Linked DNA regions of Pan troglodytes: region 2 is linked to region 1. Evidence: chromatin contacts called from public Hi-C data. All regions are on one chromosome and are shown on one strand. The core of a region is the stretch at or near the end of the contact, and the rest is flanking DNA. Distances in the headings are between cores, read along the strand shown.

Region 1 (7,826 bases), core at 2,842-5,341:
ATTTCTTGACATCCTCGTAATTTGACCTCTAAAAACCTCAGGTCTTTGAAAATACCTGTCAAAAAAATACTATCACCGTCTCTCTGCAGTGGTAGTTTAATGCCCTTAAAACCCTCACTCCTAGCTCTACCTTTAGGAACAAGAAAACAATTTTTCAATACCTGAACAAGAGCAGAGGATGATTAAGATACAAATTTTATATGCTAGTTTATTTTATTTCTAATTATATTCTTAGTAAATGATGTTAATATTTAATGGGAATGACTTTGACACTCAGTGCTTTGCCCAGTAAAACCAGAGCCCTTAGCATTTTATTGGCACTAAAGCAGTCAGCTGTGACACAGGATAACGGCAAGGGTAAAGAAGATCTGCTCCGTCCCTAAATTAAATGTCTCCTCAATGACTCAAATGTTCAGGTAGAAACAGCAGTTGCTCAAAGAAAATGACTCCTTTACACTGAAAAACAATCAACAGAGCGTTTCCCACAAATCCAAGGAGACGGTAACACATAGAGAGGAGATCATAATAATTTTAATGGGTGTTGACAATATTATCATAATAGAGTTGCCTGTTTAAACCAATGCTGACCCTACTGCATGTGTATGTACAATGTGGTTTAAGTAAACCGAAGCAGATGCAATACATATAATTCAGAAAGAACTGGAAGGATTGTCTACTCCTCTTGCTGTCAATGAGAAAAGGGTGAAACAAATGACTTACTGAACACTGTATATTTCAACAGCATTGCCTCTCATGTTCAACACAAAAATCACAAAGGCAGTCATTGGTGAGGATCCCTTGTCTGCTAGATCACTATTCTCCAGCATGTTATGATGCCCATTAAATGAAAGATAAATTATAGGTGTTTGTTTATTTTACAATGATTTACATATGACTTCTCATGCTGTATATTTCCTTAGTGCACATAAAAATATGACTTGAGTGAAACATCTCCTACAATTTTACTACTTGCCTCTTGACTAGCCTGACGTGTCCATGGCCAAGTCGCTAGGTTTTTTGTTTGTTTTGTTTTGTTTTTGTTGTTGCTTTGGGTTTTTTTGGTTTTGTTTTTGAGACAGAGTTTTGCTCTTGTTGCCCAGGCTGGAGTGCAATGGCGCGATCTAGGCTCACCACAACCTCCGCTTCCCAGGTTCAAGCGACTCTCCTGCCTCAGCCTCCTGAGTAGCCTGGATTACAGGCATGCACCACAATGCCTGGCTAATTGTTTGTATTTTTAGTATAGACGGGGTTTCTCCATGTTGGTCAGGCTGGTCTTGAACTCCTGACCTCAGGTGATCCGCCTGCCTGGGCCTCCCAAAGTGCTGGGATTACAGGCATGAGCTACTGGGCCGGCCGTAAAGTAGGCTTTATACAGAAGATACATTTCATCCATTTAGCTTAGTAGCATGTAAACAGACAGTAACTTAATGCCAAGCTACTTCATGAAGCATCATCATCAAAATTATTGTTTTCATGTATCTATTTCTGTGTGGCTCTATACTAGGCATTATGAAAAGTCGGAATGAAAATATCTAGCCCTTTCAGGATATACAATTTAACACAAAATGGGAAAAATCAGCATACTCATATAGACACTAAGCAGAAGCAGAAGATTAGTATGTTTTATTATATTAAATGGTTAGATGAATGAAAAGGAGTTGTAAGATTTCACTTCAGGATGGTTAGGGTCTCACATGAAAATATCAACCTCTCAGGCTGGGTGCGGTGGCTCACGCCTGTAATCCCAGTACTTTGGAAGGCCGAGGCGGGCAGATCCTGAGGTCGGGAGATCAAGACCATCCTGGCTAACACAGTGAAACCCTGTCTCTACTAAAAAAAATACAAAAAATTAGCTGGGCGTGGTGGCGGGCACCTGTAGTCCCAGCTACTCGGGAGGCTGAGGCAGCAGAATAGCATGAACCCGGAAGGTGGAGCTTGCAGTGAGCTGAGATCGCGCCACTGCACTCCAGCCTGGGTGACAGAGCAAGACTCCGTCTCAAAAAAGCAAAAAAAGAAAGAAAAAGAAAATATCAACCTCTCTGTCCTGAAGGCTTATTTGAGGAGTTGGGTTTGAAGAGTTGCCTTAATCATTAATCAGAGGAGCTTGTCAAGGGTTTCAGAGAAAAGGAACACTCCAGAAGAGACCAAAGCATAGAGTAACTGATAACAGGGGCATGATTACTAAGAGAGCCAAGGGGAATCTTCAGTGCAGTGGAGCTCGATGTAGTTCAAGATCAGTTAAATATATTTCATTTATATACCACCCCCCTTTGTGAATCCATTCATTCGGCCAGGTAGACCTAGTGTTTTCTAATGCTTATCTATTACTCCAGAAGACTCTATTTGCTTTGAGTTCCTAAATACGTCAAGTCAGCAATCTCTAAAAACCTATATTAGAAAAATATTTACATTTAAGAATAGTCCCTCAATTTCACTTAATTTCTAGTGTGGATAGTTCAATCAACACTGATTGAGCCATCTACACTAGGAAAATTTTGGCATCTTGTGTTCTCTCGAAATTATATAGTTCTTTGATTCTTTTAGGCTAGAAGTTCTTCAAGTGATTCTGCTGCACATTGAAGTTGAAAACGACTGCTTTATACCTGTCAGGCAATGGAGCATGCACACTTACCCAGGCTCTCTTTGTTAGAACAGGCATTTCGGCTCAACTGTACAAATACTGCAAGAAAAAAAAAACGGTTTTATAGCTGAATATTAACATTGAAAATGGCATATTTCTGTTGGTCATAAATACTCTCTCAAATGGGAAAACATTGTTAAATACTGTGCACTTATAAACTTTCAGAGTAGTCAGCATTGTAAATAGTGGTGTTTTATAAACTATTTTCCAATACATTGCCAATGAAGACAATAGACAAGAAGCTCCCAAGGGTCTTCATTCCCCTCCTGGGTCTCCCAGTGATAAGGACGCTAATAGGCTGAGATCTCACAGAATTTCAATAAGAGTGTCAGAGGTATTTGAACCAAAGCAACTCCATCTTGAATAGGGGTTGGGTAAAAAAAGACTGAGATCCCACTGGGCTGTATTCCCAGGTGGTATTACTCACAAGATGAGATGGGAGGTCGGCACAAGATACAGGTCATAAAGACCTTGCTGATAAAACAGCATGCGGTAAAAGAAGCTACCAAATCCCACCAAAGCCAAGATGGCTAAGAAAGTGACCTCTGGTTGTCCTCACTGCTCATTATATGCTAATTATAATGCATTAGCATGCTAAAAGACACACCCAACAGCATCATGACAGTTTACAGATGCCATGGCAACATCAGGAAGCTACCCTATATGGTCTAAAAGGGGGAGGAAACCTCAGTTCCGGGAATTGTCCACCCCTTTCCCAGAAGACTTATGAAGAATACACCCCTTGTTTAACATATAACCAAGAAATAACTTAAGTATTATCCGTGGAGCAGCCCAAGCTGCTGCTCTGTCTGTGGAGTTGCCATTCTTTATTCCTTTGCTTTCTTAACAGATTTGCTTTCAATAAACTTGCTTTCTTAATAAACTTGACTGGAATACTTTCTTGTGTGAGATCCAAGAGCCTTCTTTGGGATCTGGATTGGGCCCCTTTCCGATAACAAGAATTCACTTTTCTGTGTATGACAGGTGAGAGGATGGCCCCCCGGGAAGAAAGTTTGGAAAAAGTCTCCTGGACCGGAAGTGGAAGGGAGGAAGGGAGGGAGGGAGAGAGGGAAAGAGGAAGTGGGGAAAAAAGACCTGAGATGTCTTTCTTGACCACAGGCAGGTCCTTCATGGTCCTTTTCCTGGCAGATCTTAGACATCTCATGTGCTTTGCCCAGTTCTCACTGTTGATGCCTAGAAATTAATGGTTTCATAGTGGGATAATGCCATTCCTCTGAAGTCTAGGTCTGATACCCATCAGCAGTATTTAAAACCACACAACCCTTTTTGAAATACCAAAATAGCTAAGCCGAATAAAAAATATAAACTTTGACAGGCAAACTAAGATGCTTTCATGCATTTTATGCTAAAACCCTACCAACTCTCCGTAAAACTCTTTACCTGCGTTCGCCCCATCCCCCGCTTCGCATTGTTCTCAGTAATGAAGACCTCCTTGCCATCACTAACACCAATTAGCTTACACCAAACTTCAGGACGCCAAGGAAAAGGAAAAATCACTCCTCCAGCAGCGGTCATTTAAGAAAAAAAAAATTGATAATAATGTGGAACTCCCTCCAAAATTAGCCTACACCGTGATATAAATTGGTTTTCTTTGTGATCTAAAATTGACTCGCAGTTGACTAGTTAGAAAATAGTTGCTGAAAAGCCGGGGCCTTGGAGCTTTCGGATCCTGCCCGCCTTTCATCATGTAAACAAACGCATCAGATTTAAAGCTTTCCCATAATTGTTATGCTAACCTTGGAGCGCAACCTCTCCATTTGCATTTGAAGGAGCTAAATATTAGGCAGGAAAGAAAGTGCTCTTTTTGAAAGCCTGAGAAAATGTCCCCGCTCGGGGCTGCTCCGCCATCTGGGCCGCGGGCTGGGCGCGCGGCTCCCGCCCCCAGCTCCTTGGCAGAGGCGCCGGAGGAAGGGGCGCCGCGAAGGGCCGTCATCTTGTTGGAAAAGAATGCAGAAATGCCCCCCTAAGGCTGAATGAGCACCACTTCCACACTCAGGGCGGGGGAGGCCGGGGGACGTGGGAGCGGCGCGCCAGGAGCGAGGCGTCCCTGGTGACAGCGCGTCCCGAGGGCTCTCCCTTTTCCCAGAGCGCATACCAAAGGCCGACTCCTTTGCAGGCTCCACGAGCCCCATTCGCGGTGGAAAGGGGCGTTCCAGACTGCAGGGTGAAGGGCTCCGGTGTGTGTGGTGTGTGTGGTGTGTGTGTGTGTGTGTGTGTGTACGCGCGCGCACGCCCTTAAGGAAAAATCCATCTTTTATAAGTGCTGTGGCCCACTTTTAACTGGATCTCGTGGAGTACTCAGATACAGCCGGTATACTGAAGGCTAATAGCATCAGCACACTTTCGCGCATTAATCTTGGAGTAATTAAAAATAAAAACAGTGAGCTATGGGGTTTTGTTAAACAAGGGAGAAAAAAGGTTCCAACCTCCCATCAGCCTATTCTGGGGGAATCCAGAGAGCCCATGCATCCCTCTACCTTTTCATGCAACCTGCACACAAAGCATGTCTATCGGGAGTCACGGGGAAATCATTCCTGGGAGAATATCTAAGGCATCATAAACCAGAACAGAGCTGGAGGGGGATAAGATGCTGCTAGATTGAAAGAATGTAATTATTTTCTTTCACCACTTCTCATTTTAATCTCATTTCTAATATAACTCAAAGGTGCTTTGATTTTAAAATGATTTTTCTGCTGTCAGAATTAGCATTTTTCACTAGTCCTAGGAGACATTCCAGAGGAGAACGGCATTTTTATTTTCCTTTTCTCCCCCCATGATTTCACAAAGGCTTCTCATGCATCGCTGGACTGTATTACAAAGTTAGGGGATTTTTTTCCCTCTCCTCAAAGGAAGATCATTGAGGCTGCAAGTAACCCTGGTAGCTGCTAGGAGATGGAATTCTTCAGGCTAAAACTGCATGTTGCACAAATAACTGGCAAAAAGAGGAATGCAGGGCAGCACTTGAGTCCTCCACAGGAGCAGAAAAGATGCAGGAGTGACCCTGCAGAAAATATTGGGATAAAAAAAGGACAGTTTTTTGTTTTTCTTAGCCATAAACTAAATATCAGTGTTTGACAAGTCTCTAAAATGCACCAGTTGCTATTCATTCTATTTACTTCATAAGTATTTATTAAGGGCTACGTGTTTTGTTTGTTTGGTTCTTAGGAGTCAGAACTTGGCCTCAGGCAGACCTGGGTTCTCACACTTAATTACCTTAGAGGCCCCAAAACAGTTACTTAGCCTTGCTGAATCTCGGTGTTTTCATCTGTAAAATGGGTGTTTTGTGCCCATCTCAGGGGACTATTTTCAGGATTAAAAAGCTCAGTGCCTAGCACATAGTAAGCAACCCATAAATCATCTTCATCATCATTGTGGTCACTGTCTTGTCTCTGAAGACTTTAAAAGGATCTTTTATAACTTAAATGAAGCAAATGAAGAAAGCATCCAAACATATTTATTTGTTGCCAAATTCTTTTCTAGCTGCTGGAGATAAACAGCTCCTTTGTAGAGGGTAGACAATGAGGGTGGAGGAGAGGATAGGATGACAGGGGTCCTCAGCCCTGGTTGCACATTTGAATCACCTGGAAAGATTTTGCAAAACCAAGTCCCACCTGATTGCATGGAATAGCACCTAGGCATTGTTTTTCGTGGTGTTGTTTTCAATTCCCAGGTGATTCTAATGTACAATCAGGGTTAAAAAACACTAACTTAGAAGCTGTCACCATTATCCAAGTGAGAGATGCTGGTAGCTTTTATCAGAGTGATAGAAGTGGAGATGCTCAGAGATGGTCATAGTCAGGACACGTATTAGAGGTAGAAGCAAATCAACCTGCTAATGGATTGAAAGTGATGAGGATGGGTGAGGAGACAAAGAGGAATCAGGAACCTCCTAGTTTGGGACGACAGTACAGATGATGATTCCATTTCCCAGGATGGAGAAAATGAAGGGAATACAGGCTGGGGAATGGAAACCATAGAGCTGAAGACTGGAACAAAAATACTGACCATGTTATGTATGAGATGCTTATTGGACATATATTAATATAACATTAACCTCATTTGTAAGTGGACAAATCCAGCAGGCAGTTGATTTGCAAAGAAGCCAGAACACTAAATGTCATGTGTCTGAGCACTGCCAAAAAAAACTTTCTGTGAAGATGAAAATACTCTAAATCTGCACTGTCCAATACAGCAGCCGCCAGCCACGTGTGCGTATTGAGCATCTCAAATCAGGTTAGGCTGGTGTGGCTGAGGAACTGAATTTTAATTTTATTTTATTTTAATTGGCTTAAATTTAAACAGCCATATGTGGCAGGTGGCTATCCTATTTGACAAATTAGGTATGTATTGATGATTCCCATCTTTATATATTTGGCCTGAACTACTTCTTTCAGAATCTGACTTCTCACCACTTGCCCTAGTAACAGGTCAAAGCCACTATCATCTCCAGTCTAGAGTATTGCAACAGCCTCCTACTGTTAACAATGTCCTCCGCCCACTCTTGTCACTTCTATTATATATTCTCAAAACAGCAGCCAAAATGATCTTCACAACCTGATGTTCATTTATCATGAAAATCATACCAGGTATTTCCTCTACTTAAAGCCATATAATGACTCCCCATCTTGACACAGTAAAACCCAAAGTCCTTCCAATAGTCCACAAAAAAGCCCCCTCTTTGTCTCTCTGACACTGCTTCACACTTTTCTGTTCCTACTGTAGCACTTTTCACCTTCTGTTGTACTGTATAATTAACTCAGTTATTTTATTTATTGTCCGTCTCTGTCTTAGTAGAAAGTAGTCTCCCTTAGGGTGGGGATTTATGACTATTTTGTTTACTATTTTATCCTCTGGTACCAAAAACACAGTACCCTGATACATATTAGGCACTCAGTACACACTTATTGAATGACTGAAGCAGCATATAGATAATAGATACTCAGCCAGGTTAACCAGAGAGAAAGGCTGTAGACAGAAAATAGGAGAGGCTCCAGGATTGAGCCCTGGGCCATCCAACATTCAGAACCTCACTGTCCAATATGGAAGCCCTGGGCCATCCAACATTCTGAACCTCACTGTCCAATATGGCAGCCATATGTGGCTATTTTAGCACTTTTGAAATATGCTCATCCCAACTGAGATGTACGGTTAAGTCACAGGATTT
Region 2 (7,826 bases), core at 3,844-6,343, 150 kb after region 1:
TCTTAAGCAAATAATTATTAAATGCTGGACTGATCTGGCTGCCTTTTAAAAAAGAGAGCAGAGATAAAGTACTTTAATTACGAGGATCAAGAATTGCAAAGCTCTTGGACAAATGAGCAAAGGCAATTCAATGGAGAAAGGATGGTCTTTTCAACAAATGATGCTGGAAAAATTGGACTTCCACAATTAACTTAGGCACAGACCTTAAACCTCTTACAAAAGTTATCTCAAAATGGATCATAGACCATTATATTTTAAACATAAAGTGCAAAACTGAAAATTCTAGAAGAAAACGCAGCAGAAAAATCTATGCGATCTTGGATTTGGTGATGAATCTTTAGATATAATACAACATCAAAAGCACATTCTACGAAAGAATTTCAACCTGTGTTGTCCTCCACAATTATATCCACGTGTGTGCACAGACCTACCCTTCAGTCTATGGGAACAGTGTAGAGTGGGGAAAGGGCAGAGACTGTCCGGCCAAGCCAAAAGACTTGGGTTCTAGTCAGAGGCCTGCACCTCATTAGCTGTGTCCCCTCAGGCAAGTCACTTTTCCAGATTCCAATTTTCTCATAAGTAAAATGAGTATATAATAATTCTAACCTAGCTCAGATGGTTCTTAAAAGAGAAAAAGAAAGTAACATACATGAAAATATTTACAAGACAATGGTTATAATTTTGGTATATATAAAAATCATCTGGGCCAGGTGCGGTGGCTCATACCTGTAATTCCAGCACTTTGGGGGGCTGAGGTGGGTGGATCACCTGAGGTCGGGAGTCTGAGACCAGCCTGACCAACATGGAGAAACCCCGTCTCTACTAAAAATACAAAATTAGCCGGGCGTGGTGGCGCATGACTGTAATCCCAGCTACTCAGGAGGCTGAGGCAGGAGAATTGCTTGAACCCGGGAGGCAGAGGTTGCGGTGAGCCAAGATCACGCCATTGCCCTCCAGCCTGGGCAACAAGAGCAAAACTCCATTTCAAAAAAAAAAAAAAAATCTGAAGAGATGACTTTCTGAATTCCACTAATCCAGGTACCCCCCACCACTGAGATTCTGATTCATCAGGTGTGGGGTACGACACAGAAGTCTGCATTTGAGCTTTCACCTGGTGAATGAGGCAAGTCTCCCAGGAACCATTGAGAAACAGTATTGTAAGCTCCAAAATGGTATGTAGGTGTAAGCTATTATTGTTATGCCACACACGGTGTGTTTCTCCTACTCTTCGACACCAATTTCTAATTTTCCAGGAGCTCTTATCGAGTAAAGAGGAAAGGTTAATATAATATCAACAGAAGTGGCAATAACAGCTCATGGGAGGAGGAAGTTGGTAACAGGAGATGCCCAAGAGGGAGCTGCTGCATACAGGAGACCTTGGAGTGGGATCCTGGGACAGGTCTAGGGTCAAGATGTTGAGTCCTTCATACCCTTGATCTTCATTCCAATCTAGCTATGTGTCAAAACATTTATAATAACCCACTTTGTTCTCACACGCAATCATTGTTTTCTAAGCAAAAACCTAAAAGAAAGAATTTTTTTCACCCTCTTATATGTCCTTCCAAATCATTACCTTCTCTCTTTACCCCTATGTGATGTTTGGAGAAGCTAGTAGGCCTATATAGGTAGCCATGAGCAGGATTGCTTTAATGGTAAAGAGATTCTTCTGGAAAAACAAATTTAGAAAACAAAATTTCATTTCCCCTAGTGTAGTATATCATCCTAAGGGATTGCCTACAACATGATGTAGAAAAAGAGGCTAAATGGTCTTATCTCAACTGCTGCATTTGCCTTAGAACTATCCTAATACATGGCTATCTAACACAAAAATACTAAATCCATGTAAAATTGGGATATGCTGTAATACAATAATACCTTAATTTCATATATTAGATTCCTTCTTCATAGAATTGTATACAATTTTCATGAATTAAAAAACAATGAAGAATAACTTCAATTCTTCCAAAATTGAATAAGATCTTTTATAAAGGAAAAATCAGAAAGTTTGTAGAATTAGATTCTGAGCTCTAACACTTACTGTGTGGCCTCAGGCAAGTTACTTAACCTCTCTGAGCCTTTCTAAAACTTTCTCTTATAATGGTGACACAGTACTACTCAGCCCTGAGAGTCTCCCCTAACACAGTGTCAGGCACATGAACTATTCAGTATTTGTAAGTTCCTCCCCTCTAAACATTTCTATCCGTATTCATCCTGCTGCTTCAAGGAGGTAGGTTTTCAGCAAGTCGCATGCTTGCTGAATAGGGACAGGAATGATTAGCATGTGTCTGCCCTCTTCCAGTATGAAAACGGGGTTAAGAAGAATAGAGGAGCAGGGGGTGTGTGTGTTCACTCCATATGGAGGACAAAGATTTCAAAAATGCACAAACATTTCAGGGAGAAGAGATTTTTAAGCCTTCCCAGTGCAGAAGCTATTTTCTGTTTCATTTATTTCTCTTCAGAATAAACCTGAAGTTCTCTGCGCACCGAAGACATAAATGACATAAATGTTGATGGAAGGAGAAGGATTTGAGGAAGGACGAGAGTCTGAGGAACAAGAAAGGACTGCAGTAGTGAAACAGCAGAAGAAACGAGGTGACGGCCTCCAGGAAATTAAAAGGGGGCCTCATATCTGTTGCTTTTGCTGTTAACACGGTCAGATGGGATACTTGTTTGCTTTTTGATCCATTTTCTGATAGTTAACTAAGTGCTGTAGGACTGACATAAATGCTGAGGATGGGACAGAGGGAGGAACTCTACACATGAACTCCCATATTCAGGGCCAAGTCATCGGGCTACCCTAATAATAGTCTCCTGGTAGAAAATTCTGAAAACGAAAGACATAATAACAGAGTGGTACACAGTATGCCATGTGGTATTTAAGAGACAGACTAAGGTTGAAAACAACATAAAATTTATGTATTTCTTCATGACTTAGAAAAGTGTACCTTTTATAATTTATGTTTAACATAATTTCTAGTGGCTATGCTTCCCTAAAAACTAAAGCTGAGATTAATTCAACAGGATGGAGACACCAGTATTTGGGAGTTCATTATGTTCTTTGCAATAATTCAACGAATCAGAAAATAATAGAATTTTGAAATAAAATCCAATTCCCTCATTTTACCGAAAATGAAACTGAGGCTGTGACGCTTTAAAATATGCCTTTTGAGGCTGGGCATGGTGGCTCACTCCTATAATCCCAGCACTCTGAGAGGCCTAGGTGGGAGGAGCATGTGAGCCCAAGAGTTCCAGACTGTCCTGAACAACATAGCACAACCTTGTCTCTATAAAGAAAATTAAAAAAAATAACCGGGCATGGTGGCACGCGTCTATAGTTTCAGCTACTCAAAAAGCTAAGGTGGGAGGATCACTTGAGCCCAGGAGCTCAAGGCTGCAGTGAGCCATGATCGTGCCACTGCACTCCAGCCTGGGTGACGGAACAAGACACTGTCTCTACAAAAAAATAAAAATAAAATAAAAATGTGTCCTTCATAAGATGACCTAACTTAGGGGCAGAGCTGCCAGCAAAATTTCAGGGCTTCCAACTCACAGTCAAGGAGACTTTATTGAGTTCAGTACATAGTAGAATCATTTATATTATCAGAGCATTTCTTTTTTTCAGTATTTATCTTAGGAGTTGTTTCTTTTAAAAATTCCTATTTGTTCTGATGCATATATTTCCTTTTTTTTACAGATCATTTTTCTCTTATAAAAATTCTGTAAACACAGCCATTCTTTCTGTATTTGTAATTTGAGGACCGACTGGAGTTATTCCTGAGAGGGCTATGTTCCTGAGAGAACAAAATTATTGTTTTTGAAACTCTAGAGAGAACTGCTCTGGCAAAAGAAATGTATCTTTTCATCTACAGTCATTCTGAGGTGAAAGATCTCATGATCACTCTGGACTATACAACCCACAAGCAGACTTCAAGGATACCTACAGGAACCCCAGAAGTCCTGATTGATCACACAGGCCCTAAAGACCCTATCAACTTGTTTATCAACTTGCAATTCTAATTTCCTGACAGTAAAACACCAGTAAAAAATAATCTCCTCCCTCAATATTTTAGAGAATGCAAAGAAATACACAGTCACTGTAGACCTGTGAGCTTTTGCCAAGTTTGGTTTTCATTATTATACATATGAAGAGAATCATCTTCGCCAAAATCTATAAAGGGGCTGATTAACTCAGCTCTGTAGTAATTGTTTCATATTAAATCAGTCCAAAAGTTTAGGGCATGTTTCTCAGGAACTCTTTATCTAGCATCAGGTATGTATCTAAACAGTATAGTATCTGTTAATTTTGAAGTTATATAAAAAAAGAAAATGTGCATTTTCACACGTCTTAGTAGAAGCTCTTTACAGTTTATATAATCCAATGTTGATAGAGTAAAATTTTTTTATTCTTTCCAGTAATCAAAAAGTAGTCAAAATAAACAAAAGTTTCGACTTTTAGAGGTATCATTTTTTAGATTAGATTGCTTATATGGTTTGATGCTTTCTTAGAAGGTTGAATGATTCTAAAATGCTTTTAAGAAAAACATCAAGAATAAAAAGAATTACTTAAAACCAGGTCAAATAAAAGATTATCAGAGATCTCATAAGGCTTGCAATATCATTTCAAGATTTATTTTAAAAATAAGATTGCATTTTGTTCACTATTCTTCCCCTGCCAAAAGACACAGAACTTCCTTGTGAAACTGTGTTTAGGATCCATACCATAATATCATCTTTTCCAGGAAACTGAATCATAAAGAGGTCTATAGGGTGATCCTAGGAATGAAATCCCAAAATTCCGCAGGATGGGGCTAAGGTTTGTATTTTCAACCTGAGAACTTCAGGCTGCTTCTCCTTCAGCAACCTCCTCCTCTTCTCCACTGCAGCTCCCCCCAGCCTCCCTGAAGTCCCAGGGAGCTGGGGCCTGTCCTTCCTAACACAAACTTTCTTTCTTCTGGAAGTGCTGGAAAATCTCAGAGAGACTCACTGTCTCCCACATCCTGTAAATTTACCCAGGAGAGAAGCACTGTGCACACTTTGTGAGGAGGGTCGCGCTCATTGGAGAGACTCCGTGAAAGCAACGAGGAGACTGTACAAGCACACACGCAGCCTCTTCACCTCACACTCCACAGCTATTTCTCATGCACTCTGGCCTTAACTTTGCTGACCTTGCCACCGCAAGGTTTTATATCACTAAATAACAGAGCACGAGGCTGCCATGGTGGACAATCTGCCTGCACTTGCCCCTCCACATCACCAAAGCTCCTTAGATCCCATTCATCAAATATTTGCTTTTACACTTAAACACACGATTTATGAAACACAATTTCTGGTTCACCTAACCCTTGCATGACGTGAGTTTTGAAAAACCAGTAAATTTTCCTGCTGACATTCCTCAAGTTACACGCTTTCCTGGTCCTACAGGCAGTGCAAGTTATCTGCTGCCCTCTTTTGAATTTTAGGGCACACTGCACTCCTAAATAGGGCCTATTGCCTGAAGACAGCCTCTTTTCCCTGTCTAGGGGCTGCTTCAACCTTCTGGCTAATCCAGAGCCTACTGGAACAGCACTTTAACTCCCCTTTTGAGTGCTACTTTCTCTGCTGGTGTTCTTCCAAAGCAAAAGCAAAACCAATTTTATGAAGCAGCAAAAGAAGTATAAAGCATGCTATTACTTGTTCTTTTCTTTTTTCCCAGCTTATTGAGGTACAATTGACAAATAAAAATTCCATATATTTAAGGTATACAACTTGATGTTTTCACATATGTATACATTGTAAAATGATCATCGCAATCAAGCTAATTAACTTATCCAACACCTGATATCATTACCATTTGTGTGTGTATGTGTGTGCTGAGAACACTTACGCTCTACCCTCTTATCAAATTTCAAGTATACAGCACAATATCATTAACTATTGTCACCATGTTGTACACTGGATTTCCAGAACTTACTCATCTTGCATAACTGAAAATTTGTCCCCGTTGACCAACATCTCCTTACTCCCCCAGCCTCTCCCCATAACTACCCTTCTAAACCTGCTTTGATGAGTTTTACCTTTTTACATTCCATATATAAGTGAGGTTATACAGTTTTCTGTTTCTGGTTTATTTCATTTAACATCCTCCAGGTTCATCCATGTTGTCACAAATAGGAGGATTTCCTTCTTTTTTAAGGTCGAATAATATTCCAGTATGTATATATACACTACATTTTCTTTACCTATTCATCCATTGACAGATGCTTAGGTTGTTTCCATATCTTCGCTATTGTAACTTCATTTCTTATCCGCCTGCCCCCTCTGGGCTGATCTATTAATTCCCCTAAAGTGTCTGCATGTAGTTCTGTTGATAAAGATACTGAAATGAAGAGGTATGCCAGAATACGATTTGCAAGCCTGTCCAGCTGAAGATAGCCATCCTTCCCAGACAGTAGAGGTTGAGGTTCTCACAGCAGTGACAGGTCACAGGGACATAGGCTGCCCTTCTAGGAAGTTAAACCTGCTGGGCTAGGCACGGCTCATTAACCCAGGTTTTGTGCAGACCTCCCCAATAACTGCTCTCTGCTGCAATGGGATCATTCTCCAGTAACCATTGGTACCATGGCCTCTCCCTCAACCCCTCCCTCATAACATCTCCCTGTGCTACCCTGACGTCCCTGGATAATCAACGCTCCTGTTTCCTAGTGCCTACCAAACAAGAGAAAGAACAGGTGAACATGCCCCCTAAAAATAAAAACAAAGAAACTATTGCCATCTTTTCCTCAAAATCATGCGGGGTTTTTTGGAGGACAAGAAGATAGCAACAATATAGTGCTGAGAAAAATCATAGTATTGTGTCTGGAATTGGTGGGTTCTTGGTCTCACTGACTTAAAGAATGAAGCCGCGGACCCTCACGGTGTTACAGCTGTTAAAGTGGCGCGTCTGGAGTTCGTTCCTTCTGATATTCGGATGTGTTCAGTTTCTTCCTTTTGGTGGGTTCGTGTTCTCGTTGGCTCAGGAGTGAAGCTGCAGACCTTCGCGGTGTTACAGCTCTTAAGGCGGCGCATCTGGAGTTGTTCGTTCCTCCCAGTAGGCTTATGGTCTCGCTGGCTTCAGGAGTGAAGCTGCAGACCTTCACGGTGAGTGTTACAGCTCATAAAAGCAGTGTGGACCCGAAGAGTGAGCAGTAGCAAGATTTATTGCAAAGAGCAAAAGAACAAAGTTTACACAGCGTGGAAGAGGACCCCAGCGGGTTTCCACTGCTGACTAGGGCAGCCTGCTTTTATTCTCTTATCTGGCCCCACCCACATCCTGCTGATTGGTAGAGCCGAGTGGTATGTTTTGAGGGCGCTGACTGGTGAGTGTACAATCCCTGAGCCAGACACAAAGGTTCTCCACGTCCCCACCAGATTAGCTAGATACAGTGTCCACACAAAGGTTCTCCAAGGCCCCACCAGAGTAGTACAGAGTAGATACAGAGTGTGGATTGGTGCATTCACAAACCCTGAGCTACACACAGGTTGCTGATTGGTGTGTTTACAAACCTTGAGCTAGATACAGAGTGCTGATTGTTGTATTTACAATCCCTGAGCTAGACGTAAAGGTTCTCCAAGGCCCCACCAGAGTAGCTAGATACAGTGTTGATTGGTGCATTCACAAACCCTGAGCTAGACACAGGGTGCTGCTTGGTGTGTTTACAAACCTTGAGCTAGACACAGAGTGCTGATTGTTGTATTTACAATCCCTGAGCTAGACGTAAAGGTTCTCCAAGGCCCCACCGGAGTAGCTAGATACAGTGTTGATTGGTGCATTCACAAACCCTGAGCTAGACACAGGGTGCTGATTGGTG

The links. Hi-C and Micro-C count contacts between places; a contact is called where the count stands out from the background.
Region 2: a contact with region 1 is called in a Hi-C map of stem cell-derived neural progenitor cells, with 2.5 times the contacts expected there. The contact joins two enhancer-like sites. A contact is called at or near these places in 1 of 7 Hi-C or Micro-C datasets (stem cell-derived neural progenitor cells) and 1 of 1 datasets of contacts at active chromatin or transcription factors (stem cell-derived excitatory neurons).

The regions. Positions count from the first base shown.
Region 1 is chr5:25,642,915-25,650,740 of NHGRI_mPanTro3-v2.0_pri, forward strand. It overlaps LOC134810172 (a long non-coding RNA gene), which reads right to left. Exons shown (of 16, transcript XR_010157579.1): 9 at 2,633-2,680. Among named protein-coding and RNA genes, the nearest start is that of ID4, 140 kb to the right of the region's middle. Within about 2 kb of position 4,092, at least 14 of the 24 cell types and tissues checked have an H3K27ac peak or open chromatin away from gene starts, as enhancers often do. A contact at or near this core is called in stem cell-derived neural progenitor cells, where this site is marked.
Region 2 is chr5:25,796,883-25,804,708 of NHGRI_mPanTro3-v2.0_pri, forward strand. No RefSeq gene overlaps it. Among named protein-coding and RNA genes, the nearest start is that of ID4, 13 kb to the left of the region's middle. Within about 2 kb of position 5,094, at least 4 of the 24 cell types and tissues checked have an H3K27ac peak or open chromatin away from gene starts, as enhancers often do. A contact at or near this core is called in stem cell-derived neural progenitor cells, where this site is marked.